Regions from separate parts of the Mus musculus genome. Here all the other regions are linked to region 2. The links are chromatin contacts, called in public promoter capture Hi-C maps. All regions are on one chromosome and are shown on one strand. The core of a region is the stretch at or near the end of the contact, and the rest is flanking DNA. Distances in the headings are between cores, read along the strand shown.

Region 1 (3,611 bases), core at 625-3,124, 5.1 Mb after region 2:
CATCTCTCTCCAGCCCCAATAAACCTATATGAGGGAGTATCTGACAAAAGGGAAGATAAGAAGAGGCAACAGAGTACACGATCGAAATATACAATGTGCATGCATGAACATATAATGAAACCCATTTTTTCCTGCAATTAAACAAAAGGTAAAAATTTTAAGTTTTCCTGAAACATGCTACCCAACCAGGAGAAAAGCATTATGTTCAAATATCATACGACTTTAGAAAAATACTGTTTGGCTTCAGACGGAGACAAGGGACTGAGGTACATATCATACACACCAAAGCAGACCTGGCCTCCAGGTTCTCCCAGAATCCCTCAGTTCCTACCTGGCATTCCCTGCCCAACCCTGAACTTTCCAGGCCAGGGACTGGGCTGCCCTTCCCACAAAGGCTCTTCCCTATATAAACCAAACACTTTGGTCTCCCCTTTCTTGTGTTTTCTTTCTCTCTTTCTCTCTCTCTCTCCTTCCCTCCCCCCCCCCCCCACTTTCTTTCTCTGCCCACAGATGCCTTTTCTCCTGCCCACCCCCCAATCCCCACTCCACACAATGACTTCCCCGGCCTCTATCCTTGGGGCCAATGTACTCACCAGAGAGCAGCGTCCCAATAAACCTGCTCTAATATTCTAATCTGGCTTGAATTGGCTCATTTCACCAGTGGAGAAATAACATATCAAATAAAGCCTCACCCATTCCTTAACAGAGTTCTATTATTTATTTAAGGGGGGGGGGGCGCACATGACTGCAAGTGCCTAGAGACTCTGGTCTCCCCATTCCCAGATAGCTGGAATTACAGGCTGTTACACGCCACTAACATGGGTGCTGGGAACTAAAATCTGATCCTCTAGAAATGACATGTGGTCTCTTAATCACTAATCCATCTCTCCAGTCCCAAGTTTCAGTTTTTCATGAGCCATCCCTTGAGTGCCAAACTCCCTATTTTTCCCTTGTTAATACTTTATTGTTGGGATGAAGGGAAGGGGTAAGGGATGGTTTGTGGTCTGCAAACAGATAAATATGCATGGCCTGAGCATTTAACACTTTCTCAAAATGGATGCATGAGGTTTGGGGGAGAGAGAGAGAGGGGAGAGGAGAAAGGGAGAGTGCAAGAGAGGGATGGAGGGAAGAAGGGAGGGAGAGAGAGAGAGAAACAGAAAGAACTAATGAAATGCATCGGTTTCCACGAAAGCAACTAAATTCTAATAGTTGATAGTGAGAGAGACTGTGGAGGAAATGAGAACGGACAGAAGCTCCTCACCCTGGGACTTTCCTGCTCCATCAAATTCCACCCACTGCTCACAATGAAGCGGGATGGCCAGGTTCCTGGAGCGATGGGGCGCGAAGACAGATTCCAACGGCCGAAATCCTTCTTTCTGGAAGGCAAAAATTTTGTACGATTACCTTAAAGGCGTTCGAGGCAGCAAGGGCTACATTCGAAGGCACGGGGAGCTCAAATATCGTTCCGATGAAATGGCCCCCGGCCGGGACCTGAGAAGTGCAGGGCCCTAGCCTCTGAGAAGCAACGGGGCGAGACTCGCGGCCTGGGAACCAGCGGAGTCGCCATGGAGGCCACACCCAGGCCTCACTCCCCACCTCCGCCACCGCCCATCCCCTTACCTAGCCTCACCAGAACCCGCCCAGCCGGCCTGCTACTACCGAGAAAAAGAGAAGGGGGCCGCACGAAGCCACACCGGAAGAGACGGAGGCGAGCTGCGGTTCACTTCCGTTTACCGTGTCCGAGTCCTTCCGGAATTGAAATTTCGGTTCCCCGGAATTGGATGCCGATTGATTCTGAAGCGGAGGTTAAAAGCCCAGTCAAAGAATGAAATTGAAGTTTGAACAAGATTTCTGAGCGAGAACGGCCTTCTCGATTGGCCAATCCCAGTGCAAAGTTAAACACACACCGGGAAGTACGGGGTCTCAGGAGGCTCACAAACCTTTCCTTCCCTACCTCCTCTTGGTTCCTGTACTTCCTGGGCAGATGCACTGCCAGGTCTGTGAACCAGCCTATAGCTTCCATTTAACCACTTCAGTCTTTACTCTCTGGATACCATGCTAAATTCTAATCGTTGGTAGTGAAACGAGCTAGAAAGATGGGGAAAATGAAGAGGACATGAAAAAAGAAAGCCTCACACCCTGAGACTTTCTGATGAAAAATTTAAAATGTGAACACAACTGATACAGCCAAAAATTGCATATACAGAGGGAAAAAATGTGTGTTTTCATAAAGATATCTCAAATAAGATGTTAAAAGCAAATATCAGTGCATGGCAGCACACCCCTGCAATCACAGCACGCAGAGGCAGAGACAGGCAATCTTCTTGATTCGAGGACTGCTAGATCCACAAAATAAGTTTCAAGCCAGCCAGGACTGCAAAGTGAAAACTCATCTCAAAACAAAATGAAAATAGTAAGGCGACAAATTCTACTTACTTAGGGCCAAAATGTCAATAGTCTTGAATTTTACTATATTAGCATTCCTCTCAACCCTAAATCTGAACAATGTACTTCACAAAACCATCTTACAATTTCATTTACAAACATATTCATTAAGAGTAAACAGTAAGAGTAAAAATTAAGTTAATATATTGTACTTAATTTTAAATGTTATTTAAATTTTAAGCTATGCTTAATCTTTAAACCTTATAAATTATATCCTTTGAGAAATATAACTTAGAAAGTCACAAGATTTTATATGTGTGTGTGTGTGTGTGTGTGTGTGTGTATGCATTGAAGATATACTTAAATGGGATGCCCTATAGAAGCCCACACCAGTATCTTGTGATTGTGTACTATCTCTTTCCTATAAAACTTTGTGTCCTCTACTGATCTAGCACTAAGGAGGCAGAAGCCAGCGAATATCTGTGATTTTGAGGCTAGCCAACTCTACAAAGTGAATTCTAGGACAGCCAGGGGCTGGTATATAGAGATACCCTGTGGAAGAAGAGAAGAAAGAGGAGGAGACCAACAACAAAAACAAAGGGGTGTGTGTGTGTGTGTGTGTGTGTGTGTGTGTGTGTCTGTGTGTGTGTGTGCATGAGCCCTGGCCCTCTAGAAGAGCTTTATACCTTCATATTATGTTTGCTCCAGGAATGAAAGTGGCCATGCAGTATTCCTTTCCTCTGTGTGTGTGTGCATGTGTGTGTGTGTGTGTGTTCTGTGACTTAGCCTGTCTGTCACCACCTTTAATTGTTGGCAGACAGATATCCTGAGATTGGTTTTGAATGTCTTGGTGAGTTGTGACAATGAGCTAGCCTTGGATGCTAGCCCTGAGTATCTGAAATAAGACCTGGGGCCCTTGCAGGATTTGCTCACTGATGCCCACGATGGAACATCTGTAAGTCACAGTTGAACTCTGTGCCATTCTTAGTCTAGAGGTGGCCCACCCAGCAGCTTACTTCAGTTGGAAATATGCAAATGCATTTGGCCTTTTTTTTACTAGGGATTTTGCAGGAAACCTTGCTAAATACTTTTTAGCTTTTATTGCATTTCTATGTTTTGTGTGTTCATGGACACATGTGCCTTGGTACACTATGGAGGTCAGAGAATAACTTACAGGCATCGATTCTCTCCTTTCACTACGTGGGTCTTGAGAATCAAACCCAGAT
Region 2 (3,724 bases), core at 797-3,296:
GGCTGGGTGCTGCTGATATCCCCCTTAGACCTTCCTCCTGTCTCTGCAGTGCTGGGATGGAACTCCAGGCTTTGCACATACATGCTCATGTTTCCACTGCACTACAATCCCACTCCTCTTCTCTAGAACTTAAGAGTTTTCTTTAACATGCTCCTATCTAGAGGAATGTGCTCTGTGAAAACTGGTGTCATTTGAAACTCTTTCCAAGTAATTCTGCTATCAACCTGTTCCTAGCACAGCATGCCACGATCTTAACTGAGATGAGTGCACATCTCCCTGGTCTCTTTACAGTGATGAGGCAGGCAAATGTATTACTGGATATTTACTGCTAGCTTGAGCTCAGATGCTGCTAAGGAGCTGTCCTCTATGAATGACCTTCACATATGCATCTCACCTAGACTAGAGACTATTTATATTCATATAGGGATAGCTTTTCCTTTAGCTTTTCATTATTACTCGTCTTTTGTAGACAGGGTCTTAATAACTGAGTGATAGTAGCTATAGTTTTAAAAACTCTTAATGCTCAAATATAACAACTTAAAAATACTGTTTCAATGAGCTGCTTGGGTCACCTGGTAGAAACTACACCCCCACCCCCTTTTTTTTTCTTTTTTTGAGACAGGGTTTCTCTGTATAGCCCTGGCTGTCCTGGAACTCACTCTGTAGACTAGGCTGGCCTCAAACTCAGAAATCCGCCTGCCTCTGCCTCCCGAGTGCTGGGATTAAAGGCGTGCGCCACCATGCCCAGCTTGAAACCATTCCTTTTCACAGAGAATTCTTTATCACAATTGTGGTCAGGACAAGTATGATCTTATTCATCACCTCATCTCTTTTGTCTAAAAAACTGTCTTGCATCTTATAAATAATTCAGCGTGGACTGAACGAGAAAGTGACTAATCCATATACAGTACTACATGGCAGACCCAGTCATGACTTCATCGAAGAACAAATGTCAAACAGTAGTAATTGCTTGAATTGAAAACCTTTTCCGCACTCGGGAGGCAGAGGCAGGTGGATTTCTGAGTTTGAGGCCAGCCTGGTCTACAGAGTGAGTTCCAGGACAGCCAGGGCTACACAGAGAAACCCTGTCTCGGAAAACAAAACAAAACAAAAAAAGCCTTTTCCAATACACTCCACTGAATTCTTAAGAAAATACTCCTGAGGATGGTTGAGGCTCCAAGAGAGGAACATTTTAAGTTGTCCTCCATAGGAGACAAGTATTCCTCCTGCATCTATTAAGTAGAATCCTGTTACCTGGCTTGTTCACTAGTCATTTCTACCCATGTGGACTCTTCAAGTTCTGTGTTTTAAGTGTCCAATAATGATGGACACAGTAGGGCTTATCTTGATAGATTTCCTTCTAAGGATTAGGCAGTATCTGACACACAGTAACCAAAAAATTAATAGATGTGGATGCAAGAGCCATTCATTAGCAAAAGGCAGAAGCCAAGTTTCAAATCCCTTGGGCCTTGTTAACTTTATTCCGTGTAAGGGGGTAATAGCCACCACACGTGGCTGTACTATATGTACGTGTGGCTTAATTACTACCCAACCGCCGAACACATTCTAATGTAAGACTGACGACAACCATTCGCTGCTGTAGGGTTTATTGCCTAGGCTGGTCTTGAACACGAGGCATTTCTCCTGCCTCAGCACTGCCTTGCATGTGCTGGGATTACAGGGTGAACTAACACTCTCGAATGAGACTGCCATTTTTTTCATAGCTTGAGTGTAGGAAGAGTACCAGAAGAGCTACGGGTGGCGGATGCCTCAGAAAGGCCGAGCTCTCTGTAGGGCCGGCCTCGGGGCGGTTTAAAGGGCCGGAAGGTTCGCCAGCCTGCTCGCGGCCAGCCAGAAGAACCCTGGCGGGCCTCCGTCACTCACCTGACAGCGTGTGTGGTCTGGCCTCACGACACACAGGCACCCGCACCCGGCCGGCTACCCAGCAGCCGTTTGGGTACCTGCGGGACAGCCATGACCCGGCTCTCGTCACTTCCGTCATTCAAACGGCCCGCCAATGGCGGGATCGGACGGCGGGAACCAGCTTAGGACCGCCTCCGCAGGGGCCGCCCGGAAGGCCGCGCCGTGCCAAGCCCCCGCCCACCTCCAGCTCGGCGCACGCGCAGCCCCGCCCACGTGCACGCACGCACGCACGCACGCGCAGCTTGCGCAACGGGCCATTATCCCTCTCAACTGTCAGGGTCTTGTCCCACTTGCTCTGTGGTGTTTTGTCGCCGGCAGTCAATCCTGGGTCGGGTTCAGAACATGAAGGAGGATGTGTGGAATCGGCGGAAGACTTGGACCAGGAAGTGCAGTTCACATACTATACTCTGACACCGAGACAACTCAGACTACCTTTATTTATACATCTAGTTTTCCACGTCTCTTTTAAGAACTTCCTATGTTCAACCAAGTGCACACTGTACTTCCTTCTCAGTCGCCACGGTTTCCTGCTAACCCATGAACAGTATCAAGAAAGATGAAATATAGATTGAGCACGTGGCTAATATCTAACCCAGCACATTGATACATAACCAATTGAGGATACAGTACAGAGAGGCGATAAACTACATACCCGAGAAATTCTGATTTAATTATTGACACCTAGCCTGTCCCCTTAGGAAATCTCATTCCTCTAGTGCCCAGGGCAAATTAGTAAACCGAGTCAGTTGCTCATCCTTGCTTGGTGTAACCTCTGAATATTCCTGTTAAGTCTTGGAACCAACAATCCAGAAAGACCTTCTTAAGCTTTTAATACCCATGTAACTATTGTTTGGAACAGCACTGTAGGGCAAATTGTTGGAACTAAGTAACCATAAGGAGAGAACATCTGGATGTTAGCTGGTGTACACAGACTAGGCCCTCTTGTTGACCAACCGCATCATTATTAACAAACACAGGAGTAGTGGTCTATTCCACTTTCATGGCCTCAGAGACAAATAGGAATGAATCACAGTCCAAACTTTCTGATTCTAGAGAAACATCTGTCACAAACAAAGTAAAAGCAAATACTTCCAATAACAAAGTCAAACACACAAATGCAAGGCAAAAGCGAACCAAGCATTCCTTGGGGAAAGGCCAGGAGATTCTGTTCCAATATCCCATAGGTCTTTGCCATGTGGGGACCCAACTCCTCAGGCCTTGCCATAAGGAGATCCATCTGCATTAAACTCATGCACCATTCCCAGCAGAGGCATGTTCACTTGGTCGCAAGTCTGGAAGAAGAGGTGTAGCAAGCACTTTTGGTTCAGTTGCCTGACACCCCTCTGTCATTTGCTGACCTGATGACTGGACAGCTCTACCCAGCTGGCGTCTTGGGCAGAAAGTACTCAAGTGGAAATCTGAGCTTGAGACATGTTCTGTTTTGAATAGGAAACCAGGAGGGATCAGAGCAAGCTCAGTAGGGTGAGAGAGTGTCAGCCTATACATTGTGGGGGAACACTCTCATAGAAGCAGGGGGATGGAGGATGAGATAGGGGTTTTCGGGGGTGGGAGGACTGGGAAAGGAGATAACATTGGAAATTTAAAGAAAATATTCAATAAAAATAAAATTTTTAAAAAATTGCCGCATTTTATTGGTTATATACGAGGGCCAGCCCAATTCAAGTTAGGAGGAAGTTATCTCTATGAGAGATGCTGTGGGCAGCTTAATCCACTGTGGTGTCCTTAGTTATACTTGGCCTGCCCTCTTCCCATGGTCCATGGAGACCCAACGATTAAGGCA
Region 3 (4,094 bases), core at 1,530-4,029, 5.1 Mb after region 2:
GAGAGGCAAGGGGAGGAGGGAGAAAGGGACAGGGAGAGGAAGGAGAGGGGAGGGGAGGAGGGAGAGAGAGGGAGTAAGGACAGGCAGGGGAGGAGGTTAAGAAGGACAGGAGGAGGGTGAGAGGGAAAGAGAGAGGAGGAAGAGAGGGAAAGGGGAGAAGAGGCACAAAGAAACAGCTATTTACCAGAATAAGATGACAAAGCAAAAACTTAAATAACTCATAAAATATCACCCCAAAATAATATAAATTCAAACACAGACTCTCACTGTGTCATGCTGGTGGCCTCCAACTTGTGGTTGTCTGCTTCACTTTCCCAGGCACTGGGATTACAGATTTATATCACTCAATGATTTCTCTGCCTCAGTTCCCAAGTCCTGGGATTCCAGGTGTGTCACCCATGCAACTACTGCTTCTGAGAATACAGCTGAGTATTTACCATGAAGTGGCCAAGTGATTTCCCTTTTCCAAAACAAATGCCTTGCAGTTACAACTAAAAATCTGTTTCTTATTTTCCCCAGAATAAGTTGTAAATAAATTGCTAGACCAGGGGAAATTGAGAGAGCAGGGGAAAGAGAAAAAAAATTAGTGTATGTCAAAATAAAATGCACGTGTCCTCTAACCTAGAGCACACGACCTTACCTCTCAGTTCTTGGGACTGCAGGTATCTGCCACCAAGCCCAGCACAATATAGAAAGCTTGAAAGGATCACATACCTCCAAACATCCAGAAGCTTGTTGCCGCTTTTTAAAACAATGTGGAGAATTCTGAATGTTTATAGATCAGATATCACATGCATCATTTTATGTATGTATGTATGTATGTATTTTTGTGGTGCTGGGAATTGAACTGGGGCTTCATACATGGTAGGCAAGTATTCTATTCCTGAGCTATATCCTCAGCCAGTTCTTGATTTCCTTCTTTTCTTTTGTAAAGACAAGATCATGTGGTTCAGGCTGGCCTACAACCTACTATGTGACCGAGGCTGACCCTGAACTCCTAATGCTCCAGCTTCTATCCGCAGAGAGCTGGGATCAAAATCAAGTGAGCTACTGCACTCAGTTTATGTGGTACTAGGAACTGAACCTAGGGGTCTGTGGATAACACACAAACACTCTATCAACTGAGCTGAATACCCAAATAACTCTATTCTTTAATTTTCTTGATTGAATCTAATAATATTTTGCTTTCAGTAAGACAATGTCCTAATCTAGGTGGTACATTACCAAGTATTTAACAGTCAAGTGTTGTATCTATTATTGTTTATTCGGAGATAGGGGTATAACTATGCAGACTGGACTGGCCTGAAACTATGTAACTATCCTGGCATAGAAATCATGTTCTGGGGCTGGAGAGATGGCTCAGTGGTTAAGAGCACTGGCTGCTTTTCCAGAGGTCCTGAGTTCATATCCCAGCAACCACATGGTGGCTCACAACCATCTACAATGAGATCTGATGCCCTCTTCTGGTGTGTCTGAAGACAGTGACAGTGTGGTCACATATATAAAATAAATAAATCTAAAAAAAGAAAGAAAGAAAAGAAAAGAAATCATGTTCCTATTGCTCCAACTCCTGAGATCACTGCTATGTGCTACCATGTTGCCCTTTATTTTCAGTTTACATCTTAGCAAACAAGTCACCATACAATATATCTTGCTGGGGAAAGAGTAGACACGGACTGCTGCAAGAGGTGACTGCAGCATAACAGATACTGGACCATCAAATATGCTAGTACGTCTAAGTTTTTTTTAAAAAGAGAAATGGGGGGGGGGGGATTGTTGGGGAGAGAACACTAATTTATCAATCTTCTTAATAGTTAATTCTATGATTTTTAATAATCTAGCTTTCCACATTTCTTCTGTGAGCTCCAAGCAGTTTAGTGATGAACAGATCTAAGAACGAAGAGAAAAGTATGTGTATCACGCACAAGGCCCTGAATGGACCACTAGCACAGAGAGATAAAGGGATGAGGAAACAAACACAGGCCTAGGAACTTTGGAGGTGGAAAAAAGCTCACTATTATTGTTTGTTAGGTTTTTGCTTGTTTGTTTTTTAATAAATACAGTATTTCACCACGTAGCACTGGTTGGCCTGGAACTCATTTTGTACACCAGACTAGCCAAGAACTCACAGAAATCCTTTTGCCACCTGTGTGCCGTGAGTAAAGGCTTGCCCGCTAGGTTTTTATGAATGGGCTGGAGGTCTACCAATGTTTATATTCTCTCAAGAAAGACGTACATTCGAAGTAACTAAGAAATTTGTCTCTGTATCTGAAACTAATGGTCAAAATAAAACACGCACTCACTAAATAAAGTACAATCTAACAATATGAATTAAGTTCTCACCCCGACATTCGTCTCTAATATTTTTTTAAAAGGGAATACGGCTTTTTCCAAAAGCGACCTTTCACTGAGTGCTCACCAGAGGCGCTGAAATCGCAAGGTGTATGGCGCTGATCACTCCAACTACTCCGGCAAAATTTCATTTCTGAGGAGAAAAATAAAAGAGCCTTTCGCACAGAATTTGCTTGGGCGGCTTTTGAAGAGCAGCATCGTAGCCGCAGCCATCGCCAGGCCCGCCCTCTGGGCACTTCCCCAGCCTGGCGACTGACAGCCAGAGAGGACTCAGGCTTGGCCGCGCCCGGAGGCGCCGTGGCAAGCGGAGCAGAGCTCTGCACTCTCGTTCTCTATCTCCCCCTCCGCCTCCAGGTAGTCCTTGTACCGCAGAACTCACGAATGCCAGGCAACTCCGCAACTCTTCAGTGCAGATAAGAGCCGGAAGAGACGGGCGCGGGCATGACGTCACTTCCGCTCGCGCTCGGTCTGCTGCAGAGCCAGGCCCGGGAGTCTACCTCGGTTGAATTCCTGTCAGATTTCTAGTTTCTCCGCAGTGTCAGGGCGGAGGGGCTGTAAGGGCTTCACCGCGGGAGCTGGAGGCCGACGCTGGTCTCCAGGACAAGACAGAATTAGAATCCAGGCTGTGAGCCGGGCAACGGTGGTGCCAGGACCAGTAAGTCCTTTAACCACAGGGTTTCTTGTGGGTACCCAGCGTCCGCTCAGGAAATTTTTTTGCCTGCCATCGCTGCATTCTTAGAACCCTTGCTTTCTAGTGCACCCTAGTCCAGTAGGAAACAGAAGGCAGTCTCGCTTCCGTAATCATCTAGACCTCTCAAGATGTTGAAATTGTATTTCGTAGGCTGCGACCATAAAGGGTGCTTCAACAGATTTACCCTACCTAAGCCCATTCCACCAGCCTCAGGAGCCCAATGGAAATAACTGGGTTTCTGACTGAGAATCCTGAAGTAGTTACTGGGTGGGTCTTGAACTCGTCTTAACCGCGTATCTGCATCTTTCCCAGCAACTGTTTTCCCAAGTCCCCGGTTCTATTGAATGCCCTAAGCAAACAGTAAGCTCAAATCCGGGTTTTTGTCATCTCAAGTCACAGGAAAAATGCCCAGTCACTCAGATTCGACACTCCTGGTTACTGATGGTCCCTAATAACATGAATGAAGAGCCAGTTTAACCACGCAACAGTTGAGAGGCTGAAAACTGTAATGTTACTAGGCTGAATTCTGCTGACATCTGTTGGTCAATGCGAGTCAAAGAGAAATGAAGCTATAATCACTTTCTGACGAAAGTAAAAGCATTTATGGCCCTGATCTATTACAGGATGCAAGATCAGTTTGTCAAGAGACCCATTTACCCTCTCTGCCATGAACTTGCTCAACCAGGGGCTTGCGTTGCTTCAGAAACAATATGCCAGTATGACTTCTCAGTGAAAAGGCAGACTTTCTTACTGCACACTTAGAGCTCAAGGAAAAGCTCTTTACTAAAGCACATGGCCAAATATGAGTTGACCTCAAATGTAATTATATATACCTTAGAGTTAGGCATTTTACACACACTCATCCTTAAAACCTCTAGGTCCCAGCCCCTGATTAGACTTTGAACAATTTAAGAGACAGGAGACTACAAGTCTAGCCACTTGGTCAGATGGGTTATTTACACAAAAATATTGCCAAGATTATTTAAGTACACCAGTGTTGTTCTTTTCAAATAGATCTGACCCAGGGTCATGTTGCCCAGCTGGCAAAAAA

Evidence for each region. Promoter capture Hi-C pulls out the DNA fragments that hold promoters and counts their contacts.
Region 1: a promoter capture Hi-C map of cranial neural crest shows a contact between it and region 2. The contact joins the promoter of Zfp26 here to the promoter of Cep295 in region 2. A contact is called at or near these places in 2 of 39 promoter capture datasets (cranial neural crest and maxillary cranial neural crest).
Region 3: a promoter capture Hi-C map of cranial neural crest shows a contact between it and region 2. The contact joins the promoter of Zfp426 here to the promoter of Cep295 in region 2. A contact is called at or near these places in 2 of 39 promoter capture datasets (cranial neural crest and frontonasal cranial neural crest) and 1 of 484 Hi-C or Micro-C datasets (cortical neurons).

The regions. Positions count from the first base shown.
Region 1 is chr9:20,458,286-20,461,896 of GRCm38.p6, forward strand. Zfp26 (zinc finger protein 26) reads right to left here and starts at 1,875. Exons shown (of 10, transcript NM_011753.3): 1 at 1,660-1,875; 2 at 1,262-1,376.
Region 2 is chr9:15,355,742-15,359,465 of GRCm38.p6, forward strand. Cep295 (centrosomal protein 295) reads right to left here and starts at 2,047. Exons shown (of 27, transcript NM_176976.4): 1 at 1,885-2,047. The coding sequence starts at 2,002.
Region 3 is chr9:20,489,967-20,494,060 of GRCm38.p6, forward strand. Zfp426 (zinc finger protein 426) reads right to left here and starts at 2,780. Exons shown (of 9, transcript NM_001110309.1): 1 at 2,732-2,780; 2 at 2,420-2,485.